2 separate regions of the Mus musculus genome follow, and region 1 is linked to region 2. The links are chromatin contacts, called in public HiChIP or PLAC-seq maps. All regions are on one chromosome and are shown on one strand. The core of a region is the stretch at or near the end of the contact, and the rest is flanking DNA. Distances in the headings are between cores, read along the strand shown. Region 1 overlaps Maml3 (mastermind like transcriptional coactivator 3). Region 2 overlaps Setd7 (SET domain containing (lysine methyltransferase) 7).

Evidence for each region. HiChIP or PLAC-seq counts read pairs in DNA pulled down with a chosen protein or histone mark.
Region 1: an H3K27ac HiChIP or PLAC-seq map of microglia shows a contact between it and region 2, with 7 times the contacts expected there. The contact joins two enhancer-like sites. A contact is called at or near these places in 1 of 484 Hi-C or Micro-C datasets (the G1E-ER4 cell line) and 1 of 115 datasets of contacts at active chromatin or transcription factors (microglia).

Annotation. Positions count from the first base shown.
Region 1 is chr3:51,865,291-51,870,489 of GRCm38.p6, reverse strand. The region is part of intron 1 of Maml3 (mastermind like transcriptional coactivator 3); the gene reads left to right. Among named protein-coding and RNA genes, the nearest start is that of Gm46803, 160 kb to the right of the region's middle. Within about 2 kb of position 1,464, at least 42 of the 459 cell types and tissues checked have an H3K27ac peak or open chromatin away from gene starts, as enhancers often do. A contact at or near this core is called in microglia, where this site is marked.
Region 2 is chr3:51,515,258-51,520,124 of GRCm38.p6, reverse strand. Setd7 (SET domain containing (lysine methyltransferase) 7) reads left to right here. Exons shown (of 8, transcript NM_080793.5): 8 at 1-4,807. Among named protein-coding and RNA genes, the nearest start is that of Gm36008, 6.7 kb to the right of the region's middle. Within about 2 kb of position 1,989, at least 97 of the 459 cell types and tissues checked have an H3K27ac peak or open chromatin away from gene starts, as enhancers often do. A contact at or near this core is called in microglia, where this site is marked.

The sequences.
Region 1 (5,199 bases), core at 215-2,714, 350 kb before region 2:
GAAATGGAGAGCTGACACACTCAGTTCCTACCCCAGGGCATGGAAGGACTGGATTCAGAGGGTTTTTTTTTGGTTTTTTTTTTTTTTTTTGATATCTTCCCTGCTCACCTTCTGGTCACTTAGTATTGTCCTGGGGCTTTGGATTGGCCATAGAGGACTCAGGCTTTCACATCTTCAAGGCTGATAAAGGGTCCGTGCAAGCTCAGCCTTGGCCACTCCCCTTGCATAAATGAAATGCTGCCCACATAAGTCAGGGAGGTTGTAGAAAAGAGACTGTGTGCCTAAATGACTCTGACTGTTGCTATAACAACAGTGCCTCGGTCTAATTTCTTTTGAAAAATGAATTTCAGCTGGGATGAAGCCCGAGCATCGTCTCCCACACAGGACAGCTAAGCTGGCAGGCTCCAGACTGCTGCTGCTTCTAGGTTTGAATGGTGGGGTGGCGTGCCCCGCTGTCCAGCTGGTCACTTCAGCCTCCATGTTTGCCCATCTATCAGCATGTGCCTTTTATGGCATGTGCATAGAGGAATCTTACCTTCCCCATGGGGATTCACACAGGAGAGAAAAGTCCTCCTGTCCTGCCTTGTGTCCTGCTGTGGAAAAAGTCTAAAGACTTACTGGTTATAGGGCTTGCCGAGTAAGCCTGAGAACCCACGTGTGGCCCCCAACATTCATGTGAGCATCTGGGCGCTTGGCTATGTTCTTTAGTAATCCAAGGTCCAGCAGGAGGAGACAGGAAGACACCGTCCCCCAAACTTCCCAGGCCAGTCTGTATAGTAGAATATTCTGTGGAAGTCTTATATAAGGTAGAGAGGGTTAGAGAATAACAACCAGCGTCAGCCTCTGACCTCTGCATGCATAGGCACAGGACAGAACACAGATGCACATACATGCACACATGGAAAGACATAACCATAAAGAAGTCCCCTTGTTGGTAAAGAAAGCCCAGGCCCTCAGCCTTCATATCTGGAGAAAAAAAAATGCTCAATGAAATGGAGACCTAGGAGTCAGGTGCTGTCTAGAAATAGACGGTGTTTGTTTGCTTGCTGGCAGAGATGTGTGGGCGAGGGGAGACTATGAGAATCTATGTGCCCTCATTGGGAGGTGGCTCTTGGCTGCCAGGGTTTGCTCCCTGTGTGACAGCTCAGGTGGAAATGGGGCTCCTGACCTCTTTGAGGGGATACCAGAGATTTTTTTATTCTATAGACCTATTTCAACACTTTTGCATTCCTAAAGGAGATGAGTTTATGCTGGGGTTTTATTTCAAAATCATCTCCTCACATCTGGAAGCTCTGGGCCTTTTGCATCTCCTAAGCTGGTGCAAGACTCCAGAGCTGCAGAGAGGAAGAGAGGCTCTCATGAGGGGCTAAAAACAAAAGTGAGAATTCCTTGTTGAGAAAGAGGACATTTTGAGTAAACAGTGGAATAAAAATATCCCTGGGCCCTGGAAGGGGAAGCTCTCTGAAGTGTCTCTCCTCCCACCTCGTCCTTCCCAGAAAACAAACAGAGAACCCAGGGCTTGGCCACGGCTTGCTATACATTGGCCGTCCTCGCTGGTAGGAATCTCCAGCTGGGAATGACACAGATCATAGCAAATCTTTTCATCTGTTCACTTCCTTCCGAGTGATTCTTTCTCCTTCCTCACCTCCCTCCTTTGTTTCTTTACAGCTATAAATAAAATCCCATTAGAAAAATCAGAAAATAACACAGGGTCATGTCTACAGATGCGTTTGAAGAGAAAATGTATACATGACTCCTAGTAAGAACTACTGGGAGAAGACCCCTGAGGATACTGTTTCTTGCGGTTTAAAAAGGAAACACAATGTGTGTGTGTGTGTGTGTGTGTGTGTGTGTGCAGGAAAGATGAGCCCTTCGGGGTTCTGACTGCGATTTTGACAGCACCTGCTCATCCCTGTGGAGCTTTGCCTAGGAAAGAAAGCTATTGCATGCATGGAAGTCGCTGGATGCATGTAGTCTCTGCCTCCTCCTCCTCCTCCTCCTCCTCCTCCTCCTCCTCCTGCTGCTGCTGCTGCTGCTGCTGCCACCAGGGTCACAGCCATCAGCTCCTCACACACGTGACAGACTTGGGGCACAGCATCTTTCCTGTAGAAAAGCTCTGGGCATTTCTGCGAAACGGCAGATCTGACTCAGGCATGGATGGGTCCACCTTGGACCCTTATGACAGGTTCTAAAACTCAGAATTTATCAGCAAGCTTTGTTGAAGTTTGGTGAGGCAGTCAGGAGAAGAGGCTTTGAGAGGAATCCGAGTTACCTGTCCTTACTGAAGCAATCCTCGGCCATCACAGATTATTATGAGGTTGTTGTTGTTGTTATTATTATTATTATTATTATTATTATTATTATTATTATTGGTCAGGTTGGCAAATGAGAAACACTAGCAAATATGGTGATATACCCTGTAATCCAATTACTTGGGAGCCTGAGGTCAGAGGATCAACGGCTCTACGGCAGGGTACATAGCTAGTTGGGAGCCAGCCTGGGCTACATGAGATCCAACCTCAAAAACGTAAAAAATAAAAAAAGGACCAGATGTAGGGTTACACACCTTTAATTTCATGCGTCAGGACTCGGAGGCAGGTGGCTCTGTGAGTTTGAGGCCAGGCTGGTCTACATGTTGAGTTCTAGGCCAGCCAAGGCTCCATTGTAAGACCCTGTCTTACTAAAAATAAGTGTAAAAAATTAGGGTACAATATCCTCAGCATGAAGCCCAGCAATTTTCAACCAACGGGAATACTGTATAACAGCAATATCTTAAGTCACTTACTAAATGACAAATTGAGTTATCTGATAAAAATGTATCCTTGTGCATCCTGCTTAAAGTTATGTGAAGAGGTTTAAGAATCATGCAGCCCGCCCTGGTGACCATCAGGATCATCGTCTTGGTCTTAATGAGTGGTTCATTGTTTCATCAATGCTCATGAAAACTCCTTAAATTTCACATAAAAAGAGGACCCAGGGCTCCTGGGACCTGCGGTGAAATGTAATTTATTCATTCAATTGTGAAAAAGCCAAGAGCCTGTGTGGACTTTATGTACTTGGGAACTTGGAGATTTGGGAATCTTGGGACATAGCATTTCTGAATGTCAAGGGCCTTGTCTGCCATGCCCCTAATGTATTGGGATCCATTCTCGTGGAGTTGTGGTGCGTTCAGTTGGTACTTACTACAAGTTTAATCATAACTAAAAGATAAAATCAGACCCTGAAATTCAGTCATTCATAATTTTTTTTTAGAAAAGTCAAAGATAAATATATTAAGGACCCCACAGCTGGATCTTGGTGTCTGTGTTCCAAAATTGGGTAAGAGGACACAACACCCTCAATGTGGATCGTGCTGCCCCTGGACTGAGGTTCCATCCCCAAGGCTTCCCGTGGGGTTCCTTGATGCTCCTGAATAGTAGAAGTGAGAGAGGTTCCATTTTTTTCCTGAAGCACTTCACAATGAAGGCTTCTCAATTTTCTGAGCAGGTGTCTCTTCCAGAAACCCAGAATTTCCAACCAAACAGATCCAGAGAACCAGCCAGACTCTGGATTCCCCCCATGCAGGGTTTTACTCTGGTTTATGTGCACAGCATATCATGATATTGTGAGAAGTATTGTATGCTTCCCTGTGTTAATGGTTTTTTTTTCTCTAAATGCTGAGAACGTGTGTGATTGGCCAGGGCCTCCCAGGTTGCGGTACAATTTTCCTTTTCCTTTCTGTGTTGTTCTGCCTCTTGGGGAGATCTCTTTCAAACAAATGCACTCAACCTTTGTCAGCTCATCTGTGAATGTGTATGTTTTCCGGGATGGCCCACGTTCTTGGAAATGGGTTGACCCTAAAGCCACTGGCACAGAGCCTGCACAGATACACAATGTCCTTCCACCATCTGTTGGTAGTGTGGTGTGGGGAAGGGTGACAGATATTACTATACTCAGAGGAGCCAAAACTGTTTATATATGTTATTTATATATTAATTATTAATATATTAATATACCCTTTGTGGAAACGATTATAGAAATTTGTCAATCTTGCATTCAATTCATGATCCCCTGAGATCAGGAAAACCCCATTCTAGACTACAGTTCCCTGGTTCTAGTTATGAGATGCCCCAGAGCAAGTAGGAAATATCCTGTGTGATTTGAATATGCATCTTTAAAAATCTAATCACAGACTTCAAAATATCAGAATCCAGCAATAATTGCAGTCTGGATCCCAGTGTCTAAATGCAGGAGATCCTAATCTAGCTAACTCAGGGGAACCCGAGGAATTCAGTAAATGTTTCTTGCTATCTGTGTCCCAATCGTCACCCTGTGTCCCAGTCTGGCCTCTGTCTGATGCTGCTAAGTCAGGGATCCTGGAGGCCCAATCAGGACATCTGCCAGGTTAACAGCTTCGAGGGAACTAAATCCACTGAAGGGGAGGGGGTAACCCACTAAAAAATAAAATAAAATTCTTTTAATATGATCAAGTGTACATTAGAAGTATATATGGAAATGCCACCACGAAGTCTCTCTAAACAATTAATATGTACTGACAAAAATGAATTAAAAATAATTTATTGCATAGCAACACTTGAAAACAGAAGAAGGGACAAGCAAATCCTGAAAAGTCTTAAAGGCTTTGTAAGAGGACTTAACATCTGTGGAGAGTTCTGGAAGTGTTTTGCCTGTTGTAGCCTCACACTGAGAATATCTAACACATGTGCATGCTAGGCCACTTCATCAACTACAGAATAAGCAAGCCAGGTTCAGCTATGTGTCCCTCGTCTTATTACTACTCATACCCTGGAAAGAGAATGACAACGTGATGATTGGCTCTAGAGAAGCATCTTCAAGTTTGCCCAGAGCAGACCAAAGTGACCAGATGTTCTCCTGAAGGTCAGTAGCATGTGCCGTAGAGATTCGAACCCATCTTCAAATCTTCAAGAAGGAAGCATGTGTCTAGGAGTCAGGGAAGGAAACTCACGCACACTTGTGATAGGCGAACAGCTATGACAAGAGGACAGAAGCCATGTGAAGCCTCTTGAGGATATTTAAAGTCCATCTACAAAAGGTTCAGTCTCTGGGGTCCACATGTGTGTGAAAGTATGTCCTTGTGGGGCTGCAGAGATGGTTCAGCCATTAAGAGCCTTGGCTGCTCTCCAGTTCCAGATATCTGACACCCTCTTCTGGCCTCCACAGACACAAGACATACACATG
Region 2 (4,867 bases), core at 740-3,239:
GCTTCCAAGAGTTCACACCTGCGCGGTTAATCCCGCTAGCGTCTCAGCCTCCTCAAGCCATATGTAATCACAATTGCAGAAGTACAGAGAAAACCCCATTATTTTACTTTAGCACATTAGATCTGTAATGTAACTGGGTCGCTCTGAATGAATGCCGAGTTTGGGGAACACTCCCCTCCCCCAAGGTGTCCATCACCGAGAAGGCCTGGGAACAACAGTTGCTGAAGCCGGTAGCTGTCCACAGTGCTACCTGTGGCCTGTGTCGGTTTAGGCTTAAAAGCTAAAGCTTTCCAAGCTGCAATAAAGGGCTCTGGGAAAGGGGAGAGATGCTTGGGAGTAGGTGGAAATGGAGAGAGGAGACAGGTAGAGAGCGGTTTGATATTCTGTGGTCAGTTGCATCTTGGTCTTCACAACTTTCAGGAGTGCTTTATCTGGGGCTGCGACACAGCTTTTCCATCAAGAGCCCCAGGTGGAGAACTCAGCCCTCAGTTGTGATAGCCACCCCTGGGCTCTTTCACAAGCTTCCTGACATACCTACCGTCAGGCTCTGCACCCAGGTGACGATGCTGCCCGGGAGTGCTAGTCACATCCCTGTTTGAAAGCTTAAGGAGCGAGTTCCCTCGGGAGAAACGTCCTCTGGACTTTCGAGGAGCCTCCTGCAAAGAGGACTGAATAGTTTTCAGACTGCAAGTCAGCAGGATAGGATGGCTTCTATTCTGTAGAAAGACACCATTCAGTAAACTCTGACAGGAGGCTGAGTCTGTGGGTTCAGATTCTGAGAGGAGCTTTTCTGTAAATGTGCCCAAAGAGAGTTGGCTGCTTTGGGGAGAACAATGGCTGAACTTCAGTGACCAGATGAGAAGGAGGACGGAGGACGAGAGAACAGGTTCCACCTCCAATCGCCCAGGCTCACAGGATTTCACACCTGGGGATGGAACCTTAGCCTCAGTTGCTGTAGGGGCTCAACCTCTATCCTAAAGGGCTACTCTAGCAATCTCATCCAAATGGGACTCAAAAACAATTTGGGGGGGCTTAAGGGCCAGCAAAAAACGTTTAGCAGGTAAAGGTGCTGTTGGCAAGCCGATGGCCTGAGTTAAGCCTTAGGACATATATAGTAGGAGAGAAACAACTCCTGAAGGCTAGCCTCTGACCACACCCAGCATGGCACGCACCCGCCCCTCCACACACACACACACACACACACATGTGGCTGGGAAACCGATCTACTTTTCCCATCCCACAGTGGAGGAAGACACACTGGACTTCAAACCCAGCAGCAATGTGTCGGTGACCCTTAGACACAGGAAGCAGACCCTCAGAGCCGAGCCTCCCTGTCTCCCCTCGCCCTGGGTTCCTGGTGCCTTTCAGCTCCTTTTCTTCTGCTGTGTGAGAAGCCTGGGTGTGTGTGTGCAGAATGGCAGCCCAGCCGATTGCTCCACCTCTTTCCTTATGTCTTAAGTTCCTCTTCTCTCTTGCTGGACTCTGTGCCTTTCCCTGACTGTGACCCATTCCAGTCACTGCCCCTGCCTCCGCCTTCTCTATCCCTCTCCCTCCCTCTTCCTTTCCCTCCCTCTTCCTTTTACTCCCTCTTCCTCCCTCTTCTTCTCCCTCTCCCTCCCCTCCCCCTTCCCTTGCTTTCCCTTCCCCCTCCCTCCCCTTCCCCCTCCCCTTCTCTCTTCCTCTCTCCAAGTTACCAAGCATAGGTAACTTGCTTAGTCATAGGTTGCAACTGTTAAAGAGGCCAGAACCTCACTGTGGAGAAGAGAAGCAGACAGCATAGGCGCTGCATAGAGAATTAGCTGCTGAGGGAGGTTGGGGTTTGCTCCTTGCTTGAACCAAAACAGAAAAGCCTCCGAATGTGCCTTCTACTGTAGAAGGACATAGGAAGCGGGCAAGTCTGGTCTTCTCTCAGGATCATAATCACAAACAGCCATGATTGAGATTCTGTGTGGTAGAGAAGAAAAAGAACTGTGCGCTGTCTTCCTGACAGCTGGCGCTTGTGGGCTTACCTGCCTGACGTCAGCACGGGTCTCGAGAGGCCTCATTCAGAGCTGTCTCAGTCCAACCCTGCATGACTTGACCCATCTTTAGCATCTTTCCTATGCTGAACTATTATTGCCTTGTGTTAGAGTTAGGAGTTAGGACTAGGAACTAATCCATGGAGCACGTCCCCCCTAACTGGGGCATACGCTGGAACTAACAGAAGCAAAAGAAAGAACTGAAATTAGGACACAAAAGAATGATAAGGTTACAGAGTAACAGGCGGAAGACTTGAGTTTCTTAGTACAGATTCTTATTTTAATCCTCTCAATCCCTGACCTCTCCAGCAACTAAAAAGGAAACCTTTTTTTTTTTTTTGTCAAGGCCTCTTTGAACCTGACTGGGACTAGAGTTCAGCCTCATTCCCCTTTGGGGTTCATCAGTCTTGAAAAACTGTTTCCTTATCACCAACCCTCACACACACACACACACCCACACACCAACAAGGCCATGTAATCATTTACAACATTTAATTGTGACAATTAAAGTTGCGTTGAGCAGCAAATACAGCTCAAAGTCCAACATCTGCCTAGCAGCTAGAGGCCCTGGCTTACGTCCCTAGTACTGGGAGTGGAAGGGTCAATTGTGAACACTGAAATAAAAGGTTGTCTTCGTGAGACAGTATGTGACACTTTTATTAATTTTACTTAATTGGTTTAAGAAAAAAAATCTAAATTTCTCACTGCAAAAATGCACTTCTACATTTTCCAAGAAGGTCAAGAGTTCTAGGCTTTGGTTATTCTCAAACAGCCACCTCAAATTCTGTCTTCAAAGTAGAGATTTAGAATCCAGACATCTTTTATTTTAGACAAACAAGCAAAACTATGTTGCAAGATGGAGAGTCGCAATGTTTCTTTGCTGCAGATCAAAGGTTCACAAATATCTTCAATTTCCAGGTACAGGGAGGTACCTTGATAGATTCCCGCCCTGAGGCTTGCATTGCTGCAGCGGGGCAGCGGGGCTTGGATTGCTTTCCCTTCTAAAATTTTAAGCTTTGGTGTCAGTGTTTTTTGGGTTTTAGTTTTGGAGGGTTGTTTTTGGTTTTGGTTTGGTTTTGCCGGGGTTGGGGAGGGGAGGGGAGGGGTGGTGATTTTTGTTTTCAAAAAGACTCAATTTTGTAAGTTTTATTTTGCCAAACATGTGCATACATATTCAAAGCAATGAAACTATTTCAAGCCATAAAGCCGCAGGGGTGGAGCCCTTTCCACAAATTTTAATGTGTTTGTATGTAAATAGCTGTTTGTATGAAATATTTTCATGGTAGAATGAATATATTTAAATGAAGTTGAATTATTCCAGTGCTATTTAAACACAGGACAAAAATTTTTGGTGAGAATTATCTGAGTCTATTGAGATATAATGCAGATCAATTTTCATTTTTAGAAATCAAAAAGCCTACAAACCGCTCTGACTGATGACCACCTCCTGGTGGGGTGGCGTCCGATGTGAGGTAGGCTTCCCCAGTGCCTCAGCCGCTTTCTGGTGGTAAGTTCGGTGCTAAAGGAGACGTGTTTACCTTTTAGTGATTCCCGCAGGCCTCTGAGGGGCCTGAGAGCGAATCGAGGCGTTAGAGACACCGGTGCAGTTATACGAGCACAATTATTTTTGCAGGGCAGCAGAATCAGAAGCCAGACTTGTAAACCTCGGAGCTGGGTTTCCCGGCTACCTTCACTCGCCACCCCTAACTGCCTAGTCACGATGTCAGGGAAGCTACCCTCAGTGGAGTTGGGGTCTGGACCCCGGGGTGGGACTTCACAGAGTTACCAATGCTTTTTGCCTTCTGACCTCCCTCTCCTCGAGGGAGGAGGCGAGCAGCCGCTGGCAGGGGCCATCCTCAGCACAGTCCTTATCCAGTCTCAGCTCTGGAAGACTATGCATCTAAGCACCCGACTTCAGCCAGAGAGGGAGACTTCCGTGGATAATGGAAACCCTTGATTCCTGTCTGTGATTTTACACGCAGTTGTTAAATGTCATTTTAATATGAAGACCATTCATGTACCTAATACCTTCCAACTCTTGAGTTACTGGAAAGAAAAACAAAACAAACAAACAAAAAATCCTTTACAAAATGATATTTCACTTGAGTGCGTTCCCCAACCCACCTTTGGCCCTGGGTTATAACAAAACAATAATCTGACAAATTTCACTGTGTACGCTAGCAATATGAACACTGAGCCAGTGCCCCCTTACCTATCTACTTGGTTACTATAATTATTCTTGATGCTACAGGGGCTATGTACGTCACACCTGGTGGTTGCATAAGCGAGTTATGAAGTTATGTCCACGATTCTTGGCTCCTTTCTTCAAATGTTTTCTTTTTTTTTTCCTCTTGGTTTTTCTATGTTCTCTTTCTATCCTACGAGGCATTTTCTTGGGTTGTGAGGTACGTTTATGGAGTGGAAGCCAGGGGGTTATGCTTTCGGCCTTGATTGTAACCAAAAGTCAACCCATCACAGTTAAAAAGAAAAAAAAACCATCTTTGGTCTTTTGTGGAATTTGAACTAAATCTATGAGCCTTATTCAATATATAATTCTATGATTTTTTTTTTAATTACGGGAAATCAATGGAAGATGTTTACATGAGTAATGTTTGCCCTTACTGTGTTATGAATGAATTTTTTGTAGTGTGTCTGGGCGCATGTGCAAGAAAGTAGGAAAAATGTTTCTGAAACAAAACTTGACAAATATTTGTAATGAAAAGTAAACTTAAAGATTGCTATAATTGCGCTATAGAAACAATGCAAGTATTAAACAAAATATACAATCTCCTGTTGTCAGTTTTGTTTTGTTTTGTTTTGTTTTTTAGTTGTCTAGGCAAGAAAAGCAG